Regions from separate parts of the Mus musculus genome. Here regions 2 and 3 are each linked to region 1. The links are chromatin contacts, called in public HiCAR-type and promoter capture Hi-C maps. All regions are on one chromosome and are shown on one strand. Each heading gives the region's core, a stretch centred on a gene start, on an enhancer-like site or on the middle of the called end of the contact. The rest is flanking DNA. Distances are from core to core; before and after follow the strand shown.

Region 1 (3,184 bases), core at 368-2,867:
TCGTTCACGTGTGCTTTTCAGTTCCACTCTGGTTGGATTTAAATGAAGATTGATGGTGTCTCCATGACCCACAGAAATGGTTATTTATTATATTGCTGCACATTGGAATCACCTGGGGAGCTTTTCAAATTCCGAATATGCAGGTTATCCTCTCCAACGCCAAGAGATCAGACCCTCTGGAGATGGGAGGAGAGCGTCTGTACTTTTTTTTTTGTTTTTTGGTTGTTTTTTTTTTTTTTTTTTTTTTTTTTTTTTTCGAGACAGGGTTTTTCTGTGTAGCACTGGCTGTCCTGGAACTCACACTGTAGACCAGGCTGGCCTTGAACTCAAAAATCCACCTGCCTCTGCCTCCCGAGTGCTGGGATCAAAGGCGTGCACCACCACGCCCGGCGTCTGTACTTTTAAAGCTCCTTCCCAAACTGCACAGAAGCTTGAGAAAGCCAAGTTCATAAAACATTTTACAAAATAATTGTATAGTTCTGAGAAAATGCTGCAGTTTCTGGGGGCCTGGGGGAAGAAACTGCCCCCGTGGCCCCAAGCTACCAGTGGGATTTGGAACTGCCCACACTTGAACTTATATGAACTGCGCAGGCTCTGTTTCCAAAAGCCTCTCACCCGCTATTTTAAGGAAGTGAAAGAACCGAAGGGTGTCCTGCTGTGACACAAGTCTGGGGCCCCAATCTTCCTCTACTGGCTTTGCCTTTGCTCTGCTGCTGGCCATGTCCCCGCAGTGCTCACACACCTGTTTGCCACAGTATTTATGATCTTCTGTTCATGTGTGCAAGCCTCTGGTCATACCAGTAATTTTAGACTAATTTTGAAAAAAAAAAAAAAAAAAAAAAGACGAGTCGTGTCTGTCAACACTCCAGGTGTAAGCAACTGGAGTCCAGCTTAGTAGAGACTCCTGCCAGAGTCCCTGTATCCCTGCCATCTGAGGCCCTGGAGATTCTAAGCAGATAAAATGAGCAACCGGCCCTTGGAGGCCCGGGTAGGGCAAGCAGCTGTGGTAAAACCCAGGGCCTTATGCACGCTCGAGGTAGGTGCTGGGATTCGGTCTCCAGGTTTTTTTTGTTTGTTTGTTTTGCATACTTGTACCTGACCTTGCAGGGCACAGGAAGTGTTCTGTCTTCAGCTATTCACAAGACAGAACACCAGAGCTTTAACCACTAGAGGGACCTTCAGGAAAGGCGGGGGGAGCGGCGGCGGAGGTTGAGTTAGACAGATCTAAGAGTGACATGGAACCCAAATTGGGGTTGGTCTGGGCTGATTGGGAATGATACAGGTCTTAGACTACCCTTAATCTCAATGGGGTTACACAAGGCCCGCTGTGTGTGTGTGTGTGTGTGTGTGTGTGTGTGTACGCTTGCGCTTCGGTGCTCCTTTCTGCAATTCTCCGCACGCTTTCCTCGTCCTGCTGACAGATTACAAAAACTCTGGAGACCTGAGCACAGTGGGACACAAGGAAAATGCCTAGGGTCCTTTCTGCGGCCGGAAGAGTGCAAGAGTCCTAGGTGCAAGCAGTGGGCTGGACCCAGAGAGGGGCGTGGTCTCCCGGGAGGGGCGGGGTTTGAGCCAGCACGGGAGCTCTGCCTGGGGGCGGGGCTGACCAGGCAAGTCCCTGTGGAACTGGAACTGTGGCTCTTGGGTCCTCGCGGGCCACTGCGGTGCGGGAGAAGGAGGAGGGGTGGCAGAGGGGCGGTTCCTAGGGGGAAGGTCCCAGCAGCCAGAGAGCCACACTCCGGGACCAGCCTCTCTGGGATCCCCGCCTCCGTCACGTGGGTGCCGAACCGGGTCGGTGCTGGCGGGTCTGCCACTTGGTTGGCAGTTGGTCCTTGGGCCAGTGGCCTGTCACTGGGTTCTCCGCTCTTATGTTGGAAAGTGTGAGGGACACAGGAGCGACCTGCATACCTGAGCCTCCGAGAGAGAAGCTGCACTCTGGCATCCAGGTCAGTGGGTCTCCCTGCCTCGGCTCACCGCTATCCCGGGAACTGAGTACCCCCAGATCCAAGAACTACATGGGTAGTTGGGCGTCTGTGGTCTTTTAGACCTTCGAACGTTTTCAAGACTTGGGGACCCACTTATTTGTCTGGGAGACTGAGAAAAGGGAGCAACTCCCCTGGATTTGCTTGAGTTTTCTACCCGACCTCGCTCTGGATGTGCCACCTGCCCCGCGCTTCTACAGGTGGCAGAGTGGTCCCCAGGATACCGGGGTGTTCCGATATCTCAGAGTTCCGGGCGATTTTGACCCAAGCCTTGAGTCCCGTGAGGGCAGCAGTGGCATCAACTGGAGATACCTAGGTGGGTTTGTTCCATAGACCTTTGGTCCAGAGCGCTTTGGCCAGGAGCAGTTCTGTGCACTAATTGCTAAATGCAACACACTTCCCAAAGGCTCAAGGCAGGATTAGGGTGTGGGGATGCTTCTGTTTTTAAAAGTGGGTCCTCTTCCCTCCTTCCATCCTGACGCCAGACCCATACTTTTCCCTCCGATCAAAATAAGGTTATTATATGTTTAAAAACTAGAACTTCCAAGGTTCCGGTAGGATTCAAATAGGCATTCAGCTCTTTCTTAGAGCACTGAGATATTTGATATAGATCAGTCTTCCTCTTCATATTTTGGTTTTATTTCTGCCTGTGTTCATTTCTCTTGGTCCTTAATTGATTATATTGTAGACTGTAGTGTTTATTAGATTACCGAGTATTTTGTTAAGGTAAATGCTCAACTACAGGAAGGAAGTCAATTACAGACCTAATTAATCTTCAGTCTTAGATTACTATTGGTATACTAAACATGTTATCTGATTAGAAATTATTTCTTTCTTCACCAGCCCGTTTGTATGCATATTTACGTGACTTTGAAGTGGAATATTGTTAAGTCTTTTGTTGTTATTTTCATTTGGGATTTTATTTAAGGCTGATGGTGATGGGAACTGGTGATCTCATTTAGACCCTTGTGAATGCTTAGCTAGGCAAGTGCTCTACCACTGAGCAACAACACTCAGCCCTCACATAATATATTAGTGGTATCACTCTGAGGTTTGATGATGTGCCGATTTTAGTTTATTGCTACTATTGTCTGTGTTTTGGTAACTAAGGCAGATATGCTAAGTGGATGGATAACATAAGAGATACATGTAAGAGATAAAGACAGATGAAGGTTGGAACAAACTTACAGAAATTCTAGGGG
Region 2 (3,184 bases), core at 326-2,825, 2.1 Mb before region 1:
TATTGGTGGTGAACCTAAATTAGGCTGAAAGCTCCTCTGTCAGAGGACACAGGGTTCAGACTGGAAAGCCAGGAAGGAAGCTTTGGAGCTGGGCAGTGGATGCAGGATTCTCTCCTTATTTGGATGTAAGTGCTGCACTCTATAAGTACTTATTTTGGGACAAGGCTTAAGCACCGAATGGGACAGGCAGCCCCAGGGATCAGGCTGCGCTCTCTATTTGAAGCACGGGTTTCTCAGGATCTTCCTTGGTAGGTTGAGGAGGTTCTGGCTCCAGGGCAGTCTCGAGCTCGGACTCCATTTCAGGCTGAGCTGCAGGCTGGCCTTCTGATGGGCCTTCAGAGCTCCGGACAGGCCCTACGCGTGGCGGCTTGACTGGTGTGGGCTGTGCTGCTTTACGACTGGAAAGAGCCCTTTTCAGGCTTTGAACTTTCTGTAAACCAGTGCGGCGCAGCCGCTGAGCCCTGGACTCCACTGGCTCCTCTTCAGAACTCTCTCCAACTTCATCCTCTGGCTGATCTGGGCCCAGCACCAACTGGTCCTCCGGACCCAAGAGCTCTGGGACTTTCTGGAAGGCGCGGGCTGGAATTTCAGTCTCCTCCTAAATGTGATGACACAGCTTTTGATTCTCTGATTTGACCCTGGCACTTAGCCAGGACCAGCCTGAAACTCTCTTGCCCGCCCGCCAAGGGAAGCTACTCCACCCTTTGCATCTGCACTAGGAATTGGGGCCAAAATAGAGGAATGGGAAGATGGGGGATGGGGAGGATGGAGGAGCAGAGAGATGAGCAAAGAGGGGGAAAGTGGACCTTGCAAGTTTGCAAAGTGGATGAAACCGTGTAGAGTGTAACAGCTGTATAGGCGCTTGGAGGAGGCAGAGTAACACCTAACAGTTAGTTCCATGTGGGTGCGACTGACCAAATCCGCAGACTGGCCTGAGTTAGGGAGGGCGTGGGTTGGCCAGGCTGGGAGTGAGAAAGGGATAAGGTCGCTGTTGTGAGAAAGTGGGTGCGGCTCTGAGAGTCTTCCACAAGTGAGGGCAGCACGCTGGGTCAGGAATGTGGAGATGCGGACGGGTGGGTGGCAGGAGTCCTTCCCTCGGTGGTAACCTAGAGGCGAGGGTTGGGGGCGGGAGAGGGATGCCTGAGGTCACTGACCTTGAAGAGCAGGACGTGCAGCTTCCCGCGCGCCACCAGCAGCCCGTGGTTGGCCTCCAACCGCTGCACCTGAGCAGCGCGACGCACGGCCCGCTCCTGGGCTGCGTCGGCGTGCGAGCCCACGCGCTCCGCCTTGGCCAGCAGCTGCGTCAGTGTGTTGCTGGTGGTGTCGTGGCTGCGACTCAGCGCACCCAGGCCACTCTGTATGCGACGCACGGAGCCCGCCAGGCCGCCCTGCCTCTCAGCCAGGCCGCCTTGCCGCTCCCGCAGAGCCTCCAGCATGGTGGCCAATTTCTCCAGCAAGGTCACCACGGTGACTGCGTGCACCGGACCCCCTGCGGGCGTCTCAGGCACAGGTCCGGGCTCCAGTGCGCTCTCCCCCATGATCTCTGACCACCGGGCCTGCTCTCCCTGAGACCGATGGCTGCGATCTGGGCTGGGGCTGCCTTTCCCCGCCTCCTCCCCTAGTTCAGGCCGTGACTCAGCCGGGCGGGAGTTGGCATCTTCCGCGGTGGGAAAAGGAGGAGGCCGAGCAAGGGGGCGGAATGTCCAAAGGGGGCTCTTTCGAAGGCTCCGCCCCGGGATCTGCGAGTAAGACAGTCCTGCCCAGAGGCACCTCTTTTCTGAGTTTGTGCTCCTTTTCCCCCATTTTCCTGGTGGGCTTCTTTCAGGCCTGTGTTCTTCACAGCAAAAGGCAAACCACTGAAAATTTCATTTATCTATCTAGTGATCAGAGAAGGGGGTGGGGGTGGAAGGCAGGGGTGTTAAAGGCATAGCCTAAGCCGTCAAAGCTGCTGAGCCCCAACGCTGGGCGGAGGCCTGTAAAGTTTGGAATGTTCTGCCTCAGACCCAAGACTGCCTAGGCCCAAGGCAGGGCTTTGTGTCTAGGCGGGCTGGGCGGGGCATCCTCTGATATTTTCCAGGTTTAGCCTCTGGCTTCGTTTATTGCTATTTCTTCCTACTGGACTGCGTTGTTCTTCTTTGGATTCCTGGAGGATAGCTCAGCCATGAGTTAGAATAAGTACTGGTTTGTCCGTTTTAATGGAGATTGGCTGTGGTTCCTGCGTAATGCCTTCAATCCCGTCTCCGAAATTGGTGAGTGTGAGGATTTGAAATGCTGCAGTAGCTAGATATGGTGATACATATTGAGGTAGGAAAATCACCAATTGGAGACCATGATGAACTACATAGTGAGTGTTAGAGTGGAAAATCACTACATAAAGGTTGATTCCTGAGTTCTGGTTGTGAAAACTTTGTTTTTATGTTAGAGTTTGATTTGCTCATCTTGGACCCGATATTAGCAGAGCCATCTGAGCCTGACAAAAGAACACAAAGAGTTTGAGCGGGGTTTCATGTCATTCAGGGAGGCCCTGAACTCACTGTTCAGCCAAGGATGGTCTTGAATGTCTGTTCTTGCTTCTGCCACCCAACGGCTGAGATAACAGTTGTGTGCCACCAAACCTACTTTATGCTGGTGCTGGAAATCGAACTCAGGCTCCTATGCACACTGGTCAACATCTTCAACGGAGCTACATCTTTGACCCTGTTTCTGTGTTTTTGAGATAGGGACTCATTGTGTAACCCAGGCCTCAAACTCAAAATCTTCCTGTCTCAGACACCTGAGTGTTGAAGTTATAGGTGTTCATTGACTGCCCCATTAGTTGGCTGAAAAGGCACAGCGTTAAGGATCAAACCCAAACCCTCAAACACGCTAGACAAGTATTCTGCCACTAAGCCATACCCCAGCCCAACAACTTGGAAATCTTTTAGATGTTTTTATTTATTTATGTATATGTGTGTGTGCATGAATGTGTGCACATGCATGTGCAAAGACCTATGGATATCAGAAGGTGTCAGATGCCCTCAAACTGTGGTTATTGGCCACTCTGAGGTATCCAATGTGGGTGCTAAAAATAGGATTCCTGTCCTATGTAAGAGCCTCAAGTACTCTTATTGGCTGAGCTATCTCTCCAGCTTAGACACACAATTGTCTTGGGTCGTCCAAAAGACTACATACATAAATAAGGTTG
Region 3 (3,184 bases), core at 477-2,976, 2.0 Mb before region 1:
AAATGAATAAATGATTGGATGCATTTTTAAAACGACCATTATGAGTGCTGTGTAACTAAGAGGGAATAAACAAGAGCAGTCAGGGGGGCTGTCTTCACTAAGTGTGACAGCAATTGAGCTCCAGTGACATTAGCAGACCTGAGAAATATTGAAGTCGTGGGCATGACAGAGCTTGGTGAGATCTGATGTCGAGAGGTGAGGGTGAATGTTGCTCAGACCCCACCTCACTGTGACCATAACCTGAACTGAATGGACAGATGTCATTGAGAGAGGCTGAAGGAACAACAGACATGTAAGTGAGGTATGAGGGGAACAAGAGATGTTAATTAATTCACCTTGAAATCTGTAGGTTTGGAATTCCTGTTGAACTGTTCAAAAGGATGTCAGAGGACAGTTGAGTATATATGAGTTTGCATTTCAGCAGTGGTCTGGGCCAGACAAATAAATTTGGGACTCAGCAGCTTATATATGAAATTTAAAGAGTTAGACATGCAAGAAATGGTCAAGGGAAAAGGTCAGAGTGAAAGAACGCAGCTCAGGCCAGAATAGCATCACATATGCAGAGACGAGACAAGAGAACACTTCAAAGCAATAGACAGTGCCTAGGAGGAAAACCAGGAAAAAAAATGCTTCAAGGAGACTGACACATACTCAGTGGTAATGGGCTCACAGCCGCCAAGTGTCCATTGGAGTTACAAGGAGGGCTCCAGTGACCTTGCTCAGAAGCTTCGGTGGATGTCAGAGACAGAATGGAGTGGATTTTTAAAATGAATGGGAAATTAGGGGCTCAGAATGCAACCTACAAACAGGACTCGGAAGAGGCTGGAAATAACATCTGAATTGGAGAGGGAAAACTGCTCCTAAGGAGCACTCTAGTCGCTGCTAGGCCTCTCTGTCAGGCTGAGATGGGAACCCCGCCGGTCCCAGGGCACACCCCTCGGTCGCTGAGGACAACAGAATGCAGCTTGACAGATCCCAAGCCTGGGGCTCTAGTCTGGAATCGCACGGCCTGGCTCCTACCCGGATCCAAGTCCCCTTCCCAGCATTAGACGTCCCCTCCCCCACTCTTCTATCGCCCCTCGCTCTCCCCCCCCCCCCCCCGCTCACCCCCTCCTCCCCGCCCCCGCCGGGCATCCTAGAGGATCAAGAAGCAAAGCTTTGGGGAGCGGTCGGTGTTAGGACCAAAGTGATCCTGCGGAGGGTGATTTTGCAGGCCCGCGGTAGGAAGGCGGCGAAGGGAGTTGGGTGGGGGGTAATCAGGCCTGGCTTGGAGACCTGGACTTCTGAGAAGAAGAGGCTGCAAGGGTTAAGGGCTGCTGAGGCTGGGGATCCTGCTCCCGGGGCTGGGCTGGAGACGGAGCAGCACCTACCTGCGCGGCGAGGCCCCAGGCCCAGGTGGCGAAGGTAGCTCAAGCTGCAAGGCTCCCGCAACACCGCAGCTTCTCCATCACAACATCCCCCGCCCAGGAGCGCGCAGGCCGCGAGGCCGCGCCCCGAGCGGCGGAGCCGCGCACGGGAGGGGGAGGGGCGCCATCTTGGCCGGGGCGGGGCGCGCGAGCGAGTGCGAGCCGCACTGGCTGCAGCTGCCCCAGCCGCACCCTGCAGACCCTTGACCCTCGCAAGCCCTGCGTCCCAGGCCTCCTGTCTATCCCCGCACGGCTGCACCCAACTCCCAGGACCCTGCCCAGCTCTCCCCTTCCATGCCACCGTGGACTCACCTCCGCGTCGGTCCTGCACCGACGCCGGGAGACGCGCCTAGAGCACGGAGTCTGATCCGCTAGGGAGGGGGGAAGGAGGAGGGTGGAGAGAGACACGGGTGCTGGGACCGTGGCTGCGCCTCAAGAGGCTGGCAGCCGGCTGCTCTCTGGCTCTTGTGGTAGCACTCCCTGACGTCCTGTGGATAATAATAGCGCGTATTTATTGACCGCTTACTCTGTACCAGGCTCTATGTTCAACCATTTGCTTGCATTCATCCTCAAACCAGCGCTGTGCAATTCCCACAATTGTTGTTCTCGGGATTTGAGAGGCAGGTGCTGACATTCTGAAGGGTAACACGACTTGCCCTCAGTAACAGAGTAAGTGGTTAAACTAAACCAGAACTGAGATATTTCTTACACTCTACCCGTGCCTCTGAATATAAAGCTATGACACAGCGTCCCCCACCCCGCCTCCCCCCCCCCCACTGCACTCCAGGGTAGAAATTAACTCTAGGAAAGGACCAAATGGAGAACTGAGTGGAAATTAAACAGAAATGCTGTACTTGGCTATTTTCCTGTTCACTGCAGGCCCTGGATAGACAATGAGGCAAATCTTAATGGTCAGATCCCTGACATCAAGGGCAAAGAGGGGCAGAAACCCCAAAAGCATTGTCCCCTGAGCTGTGGGCTCGGTGGGCTCTGAACATACTGAAAAACTGATTGGAGATGCATCTAAGTCTAACAGTGCCCAAATCTAAATTTGTTATTTCATCTTATGTTCATCTTCTAAAGAATTTCCCTGACGTGGAAAAGTACACACACACACACACACACACACACACATACTCTTAATGCAGGGTCACTTTATCAATCTCTGGCTTGTTCAAAGCAAGTACTCCAAAGTACTTTGAATATACTTTCATTTATCCCTGGGTAAATATGAATGTTTTAAATTTTTGTTATAGACATTTGCACTTATGTGCAAAAGTGGAGCAGTGTAACAAAACTCCCTATGTCCATCACTCATCTTGTACAGTTACTGACTTGTGGCTAAGAATCCATTGTAATCTGACAAGCACCTAGGAAATACAAACCATGTTGGATCCCAAGCCGGACATAAAGATCCCCAAAAGAATCTGGTTCAGCTGCATCCCACCTGGAAGACACGCACCTGACCTGGATCCTTGAGAAATGAGCACGTGTTACCTAGAAGGACATTCATTCATTCACTCACTCACTCTCAGCAAATAGGTGTATGGTATGACACACTGTCCTTGGTGCTAACACCCAGAAAGCAAAAGAGAGTTCCTGCTTTCATTCAGCTTACAGATTAAAAGAGGGAAGAGACACCACATAGGTAATTAAAATTATGGTGTCTTAAGGAAAAGACACGGGACACTGTGTGTGTCAGGTTATTCTGGCCCAGGAGATTTGGAAGGCTCCCACAGGAAGTAAAGTTTAAGTGTGAGGACAGGATGACATAGAGG

What was found. Promoter capture Hi-C pulls out the DNA fragments that hold promoters and counts their contacts. HiCAR-type assays count read pairs that join an accessible place to other places.
Region 2: a HiCAR-type map of astrocytes shows a contact between it and region 1, with 7 times the contacts expected there. The contact joins the promoter of Cavin3 here to the promoter of Ppfibp2 in region 1. A contact is called at or near these places in 1 of 39 promoter capture datasets (hippocampal neurons) and 1 of 115 datasets of contacts at active chromatin or transcription factors (astrocytes).
Region 3: a contact with region 1 is called in a promoter capture Hi-C map of liver, with 6 times the contacts expected there. The contact joins the promoter of Apbb1 here to the promoter of Ppfibp2 in region 1. A contact is called at or near these places in 4 of 39 promoter capture datasets (cranial neural crest, frontonasal cranial neural crest, liver and 1 more).

The regions. Positions count from the first base shown.
Region 1 is chr7:107,593,434-107,596,617 of GRCm38.p6, forward strand. Ppfibp2 (PTPRF interacting protein, binding protein 2 (liprin beta 2)) reads left to right here and starts at 1,618. Exons shown (of 25, transcript NM_008905.2): 1 at 1,618-1,946.
Region 2 is chr7:105,480,622-105,483,805 of GRCm38.p6, forward strand. Cavin3 (caveolae associated 3) reads right to left here and starts at 1,576. Exons shown (of 2, transcript NM_028444.1): 1 at 1,155-1,576; 2 at 1-598. The coding sequence starts at 1,538. The coding sequence ends at 200. It overlaps Gm36847 (a long non-coding RNA gene), which reads left to right and starts at 2,178. Exons shown (of 3, transcript XR_378395.4): 1 at 2,178-2,249.
Region 3 is chr7:105,579,765-105,582,948 of GRCm38.p6, forward strand. It overlaps Apbb1 (amyloid beta (A4) precursor protein-binding, family B, member 1), which reads right to left and starts at 1,727. Exons shown (of 15, transcript NM_001253885.1): 1 at 1,371-1,727.